2 separate regions of the Mus musculus genome follow, and region 1 is linked to region 2. A link is a contact called in public HiChIP or PLAC-seq data. All regions are on one chromosome and are shown on one strand. The core of a region is the stretch at or near the end of the contact, and the rest is flanking DNA. Distances in the headings are between cores, read along the strand shown.

Region 1 (5,333 bases), core at 353-2,852, 290 kb before region 2:
GGCAGAGCCATGCTGTGGCAGCAGCTGTGGGTAGAGAGTAAAGACAATGGGGTATATTATAGGCAGGGGATGCCTGGAGTTTTGCAGATATAGAAATCTGACTTGAGAAATCACTTCTGAAGACCACTAGCCATCTATAAAGTATTTACAGAAGCAACAGTTAAAATGTAGGTAGTAACTTCAAAATTTTCTCAAATTTCTTAGAATGCTTTATCTGTATGAAGTTTTATGACATCCAGGGTTAAATAATAAACAGTTATCTAATCCTAATAGGAAAATTTTGAATCAAAGTAGCCAATGTGTAGTTTTTGAGGCAAGACACATTGGACAGGAATACAGGTACTCCAGCTTCCCTGTGAATTACATCACAAATCCACTGGAAGTTGAAGTCATGCTGAAAGTGTGTATCATATGCCAACCTACCAATAATCCTATCTTAGCAATCCAGTGAACTGTAGAGATCAACTTCCAATGACCAGATTCTTGTCAGGGCAGGGAAGCAGCCTGTCACCTGCCTTAGGAAAGATCAAACTTCAAAGGATTTCTACCAGATATTTAGGTTCTTACTGTTTCATTTCGGCATCACGGAACACCTGGAGCAGGCTTGCTCACAAATTGCTGCTCTTTCTCCACATGGAATACTAAGATTTGGCAGCAAATTCCTCCTTGGTGAGGTCAGAATACCAGCTTCTTCCATTCTAGTGCCACCAACCAGCCTGCAGGCTCTATATAGTCACATGAGTGTCTTACCGTATTTCTCTGTAGCTTTTTCTTTGCTGTGCAACAAGCTGGAGGACCACTGATCACTCCTGTCAGTCCCAGAAGCTTCAGTCCTGATGCAAATAAACATGAATTTTTGTAACCTACTATTATAAGGAAGAATCACCAGTCAGTACATACAATATTTTTCGTGTCTGAGAAAATTCTGCAATGCAACTTCGTGGTGAGGATCAAACCCAGCTTCTACCAGACTAGATTCCAAGATTCGTTTTCAAACACACAAAGGAGTCTTAGGATGTCTTATTAACCTTGGTTTGTTTCCTTCTTCCTAATTATTGAATGGGTGTCTTTGAGAAAAAGCATAATTCTCAGATACTCTGTTGGCAAGGTGGATTCTTATTTAATCCTAAAATTCTTGAGAGTCAAAGAATGTGACTGAGGGCTAATCCTAGAGCAGCATTCAAGACACTAATACTTGTTTAAGACTGAGATGAATGGAGTGTTCAGCTAGTGAAAGGCTCATTTTCATCCCCAAAGCACTGTGACTTGGTGTATGTCTGGCTGCATCCCATCTGTCAGCTTCTGTCAATCAGAAAGGCTAATGAGTCTTTCTGAAGGTCCCTTCTATTCAAGAAGAATCCTTTGATAGACCCCATTTCCTTTTCCAACTAACACTGGATGGCAGCTAGTGCATAAAGTGCCATTCAGTGCAGTGTCTGGGCCTCATCTGTCCCCTATTCACCAATAAAGTATAAGAAAATAATTTTTCATATTCTTTAAATGTATCTTAATGCTTCAAAATTCAAACTGTCAAGAAATACAGGCATTACATGACCCTGCCCTTTTTATAGGTGAGGAAATGAAGATCACCTGTTAAACAGGGTGTGTGTGTGGGGGTGTCTCAGATTGTGGAGGGATGAGATGCAAATGCTGAGCCATCTCCTCTGGCAGTCCTTTCTGCCAGGTTTCAGAGAAAGCAAGAGGGTGAATCCTCTTGAAATCACCTTGGAGAGAGGTCTGTATGAAGCTTTAAGGTGGGTGTCCTTACAGTGTAGTGTGTGCCCAGGCAAGAATGACACACCTTACAGCCATTTCCTGAGCTAATAATTGAATGAGTTAGGTTTGACATTTTCTAAAGGGTAGTGAGCTCAGTCCTCTTTTCTGAGCTAAGATGGCCAGTTCAGCTTTAACTTACAGACATCCTTGATCTCTTTGTTTCCTAAAGCATCCGCACAGCATGCACCCCCACAAGGCTTTGAGAACAGAGAGATGCTGACTCCTCAAACAGTCCTCATGTGTTTCCTGACTGTAGATTTGTGGCTATTTGTCTCTGCTCTTTAGCCTTCCAAACAGCCTTGATCCAAAAAAGGCAGGATGTCACTTAAAAATCGGCAAGGAAGAATGATCTTCCAATGGCCTTGTCTCTCTGAATTCAGTGTTTGCTACTCAGGTTGGAACAGTTGAAGTCTTTTTTTCTAGATTTATGGGATCCCATTTAGGTGAACGGGGAATTGCTGGAAGTTGAAACGCCTTTAACACATTTACACACCTTGGCAGCAGATTTAATGGTCAAATGAGCTGAAGGTCCCTTCTGTTCTGTGCATAAACTCTCGCTCTGGTTTTGAATAAAGCTCATAGACAATTGGAGCAGGGATTGTGGTGTTGAGTTCAAGTTTATCCAGCACCTGCTTCCCATGGGGTCTTCATCTCCTTCATCCCCTTCATCTCCAAGGGGCTGATGTTTTTCATCTCTAATATATGGGTAGAAAGTGCCACTTGGGTCTCCTTGGGACAGAGTTTATATTTTAGGCTGGGGCTTAAACATGAAGCAAGGTGAATGTGATTAAAAATCAGAATTGCTCTGAAGTTTGAAGACAACTTGATGCTCTGAGTTCCTATTTTGGGGCATTTAAGATTTCAAGATTTTTGCATTATGATCATTGATTAGTAAAGTCTATGCAAATATCCTCAAATCTAAAAATCTGAAAAATTCTAAATACTCTGATCCCAAGCATGTTTTTTGATAAGGGATCCTCAGAGTAAAGACAAACACCACCATGCCTTGCCAACTGTTGCTGCCAAAATTTCACATCACTACCAGTAAACACTTATTATCTATCATATACTCTGGACTGCTGTGTTATACACTGTGAAACCTAGGACTGTCATCCTAGGAGATTTTTTCCCTCTCTCACAAGGTATATAATTATCAGGAAGCTATACTTTAATAAGGGCACAATGTAGGCTTACACAGGCTGGATTTGTAGCCATGACAATAACCACAAGCTAGTAAGATTGCCCAGGGACTAAAAAAAAAAAAAAGTTGGATTGTTGTCTTGAAAGAGTATCCTTGAAACTAAGGGGAGAGTGAATAGTCTTCAGAAAACAACACACTCCTGAGTCACAGCAGCCCATGGTTTAAAATTATGGCTGCTTGTTCTTTGACTTTCATCCATTATCATGGGGCCTTCTTGCAGGGGGTACAGCCCCGTGGTAGAGCTTTTGTTTAGCATGTGCAAGGTTATGTGTTCAGTTTTTAGTTCTATTCCAAGTACCAGCAAATTAAAATCAACCAACTGAATAAGTAAATAAATAAACTCCAATCCAAAGCCATATTCATAAAGCACACCTTGCTCTTGCCTGTGTGGGCTGTATTTGCGGTTCACTTCCTCTAATGCTCTGATTGTGATAGAGATGTAGGACACAGGACAGTCCTGCCTTCTTCACTCAGTCCTTAGTTATTCCTAAAGCATAAGGCAGATGGCTACTCTCTGTTGTTATCTTGACTGCATATGAAATTAACTAAAATATAAATGATTGGGTTCACCACCACAAGGAATTTTATTTTATTTTATTTTTTTATTTTTATTTATTTTTTTTGTAAATCATTTGTAGTGAGAAGACCTACTTTTAATCTTGATCTTTGAATTGGGATCTTTAATCTGGGACACATCTTCTCCTGGCAGCCTATGCAAAGGTAATGGAAGAAGGAAGTTTGCTCTCTGTTCTTGATAGCAAGTCCCTTCTTTTATTGGCCTTAGAGCCTGTTTTGGGATCCTGATGTATAATGAAGGACAGATGAGACATCTTGACTCTCAGACTGAACAACTACTGGATTTTTGGGCTTCTTCTTGGTAGACAACCATTGGTGGACTAGCTGAAACATAGCCCTATAGCCTATATGCCATTGTAATTAATCCCAATTGTGTGTGTGTGTGTATTAGTATTTTTGTATATATTCATTCTATAAGTTCTGTTCTTCTGAAGAACCCTGATGAACTGATGAATACTGGAGAGAATTTTCCTGTGAGGAATTGAGGTTACTTGCCATGAAAGCTATATTAGAGAGTGACTTTCTAGCCTGTGCATCCTGATGCACTGCCATCCGTCATCTTGTGAACATCGTCATGAAACAACCTGTCAGGAACCACATGGCTAAGCCAGTCCAGGGTTTTGGTGCACAGACAAGATAACCAGAACTTACTGTTTTAAGTGGCTGAGTTCTGGGGCAATTTATTATACCATGTATTATAAAATTAGTAGGAAAAGATCTTGATGGTAACTTGTCTTTTGTAGAATCCTGGAGGCCTAGATGTGTCTGAAGTCTGAGAGGTAGATGTCGAACATTCTCTCTGTGTTAAGAAGGTAGGATTTATCTTCTCAACAGTCCACTCCATTTAACCATCTAACCATCAAGAAGGTGTCTGCTAGACAGAGGCATGTCAGAGGGCTGAGTGGGGCTGGCTGAGGGGAGGCTCCCATTTAGAAATTTTAGAAACAATACTTCAGATGATACGGTCAAAGCTAAGCTAGACAGCAGCACTGTAATGGATATGGAAGATCTGCTTTAAGATTTGGTGGTTTTTCAGAAAAAAATTGAGTTTGTTTCTAGGACCCTTGAATGAAGTCACCTTATATTCACGAGTGTATGCCTACATGAAACTCTCAGGAGCTGGAAGAAGGTATACTTTGTTGAGTACTTCACATTTAGAAAATGAGCCCCTATTAAGCAACTGAGATAATCTTTTATAGAAACATTTCTAGAAACAAGCTCTCATCTCTCACAGGAACAGAAAGCCTCACATTGTCCAGTATATAAATGAGGCTAGGAGAGTGGACTGACTCTTAAGGATACTAGCTATATAGTGGAGGTTGCAAGCACAATCTACAACCAAGCTAGCCCAAGCCATGGTATACACTTGGCCAGGAAATGTTCATCTCCCCAAAGATGGCTTTCTTAGGAAAATAACATTTTTTAGTATTTTAATTGCTCCCAAAATTGCTAAGTATGCCAAGGCATCTATGTCTTAAAAAGTCACATTTCTATATATGCGGCAAGTAAACAAACCTTTTGTTGGTTGCTTAGAAAATTTCTTATTCTATTAATTTGAATATGTATCACTACCATCCACAGGAGAGTTCTAAAAAAAATGTTTCTTCTGGAAAGCAAGGTTCTAGTTGCAGGGGACACCAAGCGAAGCAGAATGAATTGAAAACCAGTAGGAAGAGTCAAAGATTCAAATTTGCCTTTCAGAAGATAAAATATATATCAGTAAAATAGGTTGACAATCATCAATGTTTTTGAAAATCCCATTTTTATAATGCTTTCTTTT
Region 2 (5,429 bases), core at 1,613-4,112:
CCATGTCTCATATCACCATACACTGGGGACCAAATCTCTAGAATATAAGTCTTTGGAGGAGTCCACATCCAAACCCCAACAGGCATCAAAATCAAATTGGATTCTTTCAAAGATCCAAGAGATTAAGTATAAAGTTTTTAATTGAGTTGAAATTAAGAATTTCTGTTTATAAAAATATTATTAAAAGAGTGAAAACAAAGCATATGGCATGTAGGAAGGTATCTGTGCATTTTGAAAATAAAAGATGCATTTTTATCTCTTGTTTCTTACTGCAAAGAACAATATGAAGAACTCAGAGAACCCAAAAGGAAAGTCCACCAAAGAGTTGAATTATTTCATACTTAACCTAACAGAACTTCTGAAATTTCAATAAGCACAAGACTCCTAATTATATTAGTCACCAGGGAATTGCAAACTATAATGTAGTTATAACTCATATTAAACACTATGGAGATGGATATATCACATCATACAACCTAGCAACTTTTCTTCTGTCAGGGAGCTACTGTTCAGATAAAAACTCAGAACCACAAATAAGAATGTTGAAGTATCACTTATTATATTCCCAGGATGTTGTACTTACAACTCACAGCAACTGCCACTGCCTGTGTAAGATTCATCCAACATTTTAGCAAAGAGTAGGAAGGAGTTCATGAGTCCCCCCACACAGGGAAGAAGCCATAGGACTTTTTGAGGAAAATTGGGGATTTAGTTTTCTTTAAGGGTGCAGCTCCTGACACCTAAGATCATGGCTCTACATCCAGGAGTATATGGACAGAACCTATGATGGATTATTTAAAAAAAGAAGAAACGAAGAAGGAAAAGACACAAAGTTGAGGAGGGGAGAGACATGGGTGGTAGATCCTGGAGGAGTTAAAAGGAGGAGCTAGGAATGAATATGATAGAAATATTCATCAATTTCTCAAAGAATTAATAAACATATTTCAAAATTCTCAATGTCCATTAATAACACACTACAAACACTGTGTCCATTTTTATAATAGTAGACTATATAACACTGAGAATTAATGATCATGATCCATAAAAACAAATAATTCCTAAATATAGACTTGTGTACTTACTCAGTCCTATAAAAACACACATCGGAAAATTAGAGGAGGTCCAGTATGAGTAGCAGTCATCTTGATGACAGAGTGCATAAAGACAATGGTGATCCCTAGAGAGAATCATGATTAGAAATAAATCAAGGCTTTGCTAGCATGTCACTAATTTTCCTTTTGATTTGTCATTGGTGGCAATGCTGTTTAGTCTGTGACATTTACCAGGCTGGCATTTGTGCATGAATTATGTTGTATATTGTATCTCAGCACAAGATTGAAAAATGGACTGTCCCCATCTTATTTGTTAAAGAATTAAACAATGCACAGACCTATTCTGTTCTACCTCATGACTTCTGAACGAACTCAATTCCATACTCACGTTTTATTTTGAAAAGAGACAGAAAGGAGGCGCTTGGCAGTAGGACTTATGTGGAGCAGAAAGGGCAGTGGCCAATTTGGATGGATCTCTGAGGCAGTCTAGATTTATGGAAACACTGACATTTTCATCCCTCAGAGCCAACTAAAAGGATGGGGAAAATTGACTCTGGCTGCCTTAGGTATTTCTCAGCTCATCATTCAACAACTGGCACATAGCATCCACCAGGAACATTCTATGCAGATACATGCCACTTCCAAACAGATGGACTGCTATCGTGGCTTCCACGTCCTAGGGAATGGCTTAAGGGATACTATTAGATCAGGCCCTGATGACTGGTACAGTTAGCCACACTCTATAAGGTGATATCATGGTCCACATAAGACCATGGAGGAAATCAGTGTGAGCATTTGGGACAGTACTGCTGTGATACAAACAGCTGTTGGTTCAGCTACCTCCTACGCTTACATGCTCTGTTTCATCACTTTATCATGTTTTAAATGTATTAAAATGTCACTCTGATAAAGAATGATTTTAATCATGCCACATTACTTCCAGGAATAACGGGGGTAATAGTCACGTCTCTCATAAACTTTGGTTCTGTGACAAGGTCACCTCTGCATGGACTGTATCACAGTCACCCATTGTCACCCCTTAAATAGTAAAGAAATGAGAAAATGGACACAGGTTGTGTTGGTATGGCACTCCTCATGTGTGAGACTCCCACAGTGGACACTTAAGTTGTTCTTTGGTAATATACTGATTTTTAAAAATAATAACATTTAAATGACACAGTAATAGTAGTCACATTAGAAATACTGGCACTAGAAATTTTATTGAACCTGCTGATTACACCACAAGAATCAGTAATATTAAGCAAATTCATATCCCAGACTTCCAAATCTTATACAGGAAACAATTCAAATTATTAGCCTTTATTTTCTTGTCTCATTGCTATTATTTGAAAACAAATAAAACATTAGAAAGCTGTTACTAATGCATTGCTACACACACTCCAGTGAAGTTTGCTTGGCAGGCCGCGAGGCCTGGGAGCACTCATGAGGCAAAGAGTTTCACAGAAACTCACCTCCTGGAACTTTGGCGTTCTAATAACCCGTATACCCTATCCCCGAGTTAGTCTGGTGTATGGATCCACGTGCTCTCTTTTAGTATTATTTTATTATAAGTGCCTTTAAGATTGAATTCTGACATAGCTAAGCCTTTGCCAGTGTTCCAATGTCCCAGAAAATCCTTGAAGCCAACAAACTGGGAATTCAGTAGGAATTCAGTGAGAAGGTTACCTATTCAGTAACATTCAAATTTACTTCCAGTAGAGACAGTGAAACTAATTAGGCATTACAAAGAACCGAGCCCAATAGCTCGGGCTGGTCTGCGGAGTGTTTACTTGAGACAATAACCAGTCTTACCCAGACAAGGGAATTCACAATGGCCTAGCATACAGGTGGGTACACCAGGAAAGTGTTAGGGAATCCCCCTGAGACAGGTTTCTTCACTTGGCCCAAAGAAACAGCATAAATCAGGCATTTACGAAGAACCCCTGGTGGTGGGCTTAAGAATAGACTAGCTTTACACCTGGCTCCCTTTTTAGTGGCTTCGGCCTGGTCCCCGCCTTCTTTTGCTGTATACATTCCTTTTGTATTGTGTCACTGTAACTCGGTGGATGTATCTCGCCTGGTTTCTTGTTATTCTTCTGTATAAAAAGTTCGATGCTCGACTTGACAAATTACATTCAGATTCTACACAACCTCTAGTGTTGAATTTGTCTGTCATTTTCACTGACTCCTTGCCCATCTACAACCAGAGACCCCGTTCTACGCAGACAGGGGACCAAGAGGGTCTGTGGCATAAACTGACATTTGCATTTACCAAATTAAAAAAGTTGAGCCCAACACACTACTGTCTTTAAACAAAAACAAGTGGTCACATAAAATGACAGAACTGAAGTCCTGTTTCCTTATTTTCATAAGCAATGTTCTATCACTCTTTAATTAGAATACATTAATTAAATGCAGGAATATGCTGTTCCCTAATAGAAAAAGAAACTGCACAGGAAATAATCTAGTCTCCTAAATTTGTTCTCTAAATTCACTTGTATATCTGAGTCTGGAGAGAATACTCTATAGATAGGTGTTCTCTAAATTAACTGCTATTAAATGTAATACATTTTAATTAGTAAGTAATAAAAAACAGCCTAACTTGAAGCATGGATAGATATTGTTAAAATGCAAAAGAATAAACAATATAATAAAATGATAAAGCCTTGTATAGATGGTCCTCCAGGGAAGACATACAAATGGCCAATAAATAAATGGAAAGATGTTCATTACTGTTAATATTCCATGATATATAACTCAAAACCATCAGGTGATATCATCAATCAATAATGACACAACGGAAAATAGCAAGTGTTGGCATGGATTTGGATAAGTTGGAACATCATGTGTTATAGCCACAATGGAGAACCATAGGAAATTATGATGATTACTCCTTCTCAAATTGAAAATAGAATTATTTTATTATCCAGAATTCTGTTTCTGGGTATATACTTAAAAGAATCAAGCAGCTTTGAGTACATAAATATGTAACCATTTTTACAACATTTGTTGTCACTTGAGTTTTTGATCTTAACCATTCTGAGAGGTGTAAGATGGAATCTCAAAGTCATTTTGATTTGCATTTCCCTGATGGCTAAGGGAGTTGAACATTTTCCTAGTGTGTCTTGGCCATTAGAGATTCTTGTTGAAAATTGTTTGGCTCTGTACCCCATTTTTTAATTGGGATATTTGGTTTGTTGATGTCTCGTTTATTGAGTTCTTTATATATTTTGTATATCAGTCCTCTGTCTGGTGTAGGGTTGGTGAAGGTCTTCTCCCATCATTTAGGTTGCTGTTTTGCCTTATTGGTAGTGTCCTTTGCCTTGCAAAAGCTTTTCAGTTACATGAGATGCCATTTATTAATTGTTGATCTTAGTGCCGTTAGTGTTCTGTTCAGAACTTCAAATCTCTGAAGAAAGAAATGGAATAAAATGTCACAAGTAAGAAAAGTCTTCCATGCTCATGGATTGGTAGAACCATCATAGTAAAAATTACCATCTTACAGGTTCGATGCAATTCCCATCAAAATTCCAGCACAACTCTTTACATGAAAGAGTAATTCTCAACTTCATACAGAAAAACAACAATAACAAAAACATGTCAGAATAGCTAAAACAATCCTGTACAATAAAAGAACGTCTAGAAGTATTACCATCCCTGACTTCAAGCTGTACTACAGAGAAATAGTAATAAAAACTGTATGGTATTGGTATAAAAACAGACAGGTTGATCAACAGAATAGAATTGAAGACCCAGAAAAAAAGCACACACCCATCAATATTTGATATTTGACAAAGAAGCCAAAACAATACAATGGATAAAAGAAAGTGTCTTCAACAAATAGTGCTGGACTAACTGGATGTCTACATGTAGAAGAAAGCAAGTAGATCCACATTTACCACCCTGCACAGAACACAAGTCCAAGTGGATCAAAGACCTCAGCATAAAACTGGACACACTAAATCTAATAGAATATAAACTGGATAACTGCCTTGAGCACATCAGCACAGGAGACAAATTCCTGAACAGAACATCAACAGCTCCTCTGCTTTTTGTACTGTGTGGTTTCTTGTCTCCTGCTTTGGCTTCCTTTGTTTGCTGCCTCTGGTAAAATTCTTCTTTACTGTGTAAAAGTAATATTTTTGGTTCATGAATCATTATCAAAGCAAATTATATCTTAGCACTTCATTTGTTGACATCCTGTTCTTTGGTGGCTCTTCATTTCACTGAACACTCAAAAATCCTCAGTGTTGTGTTAGGTGGATTTTCCCAAATAAATAAATAAATAAATAAATAAATAAATAAATAAATAAATATTCGAAAAGAAGCACGTCGGGAACTTAGAATATGAAAAAGAAATTGTGTAGTAATGGGTGC

The links. HiChIP or PLAC-seq counts read pairs in DNA pulled down with a chosen protein or histone mark.
Region 1: an H3K27ac HiChIP or PLAC-seq map of embryonic stem cells shows a contact between it and region 2, with 2.6 times the contacts expected there. The contact joins two enhancer-like sites. A contact is called at or near these places in 4 of 115 datasets of contacts at active chromatin or transcription factors (all in embryonic stem cells) and 1 of 9 other capture datasets (embryonic stem cells).

What each region holds. Positions count from the first base shown.
Region 1 is chr4:5,801,725-5,807,057 of GRCm38.p6, reverse strand. No RefSeq gene overlaps it. Among named protein-coding and RNA genes, the nearest start is that of Gm24337, 120 kb to the right of the region's middle. Within about 2 kb of position 1,602, at least 9 of the 459 cell types and tissues checked have an H3K27ac peak or open chromatin away from gene starts, as enhancers often do. A contact at or near this core is called in embryonic stem cells, where this site is marked.
Region 2 is chr4:5,513,109-5,518,537 of GRCm38.p6, reverse strand. No RefSeq gene overlaps it. Among named protein-coding and RNA genes, the nearest start is that of 4930423M02Rik, 120 kb to the left of the region's middle. Within about 2 kb of position 2,862, at least 10 of the 459 cell types and tissues checked have an H3K27ac peak or open chromatin away from gene starts, as enhancers often do. A contact at or near this core is called in embryonic stem cells, where this site is marked.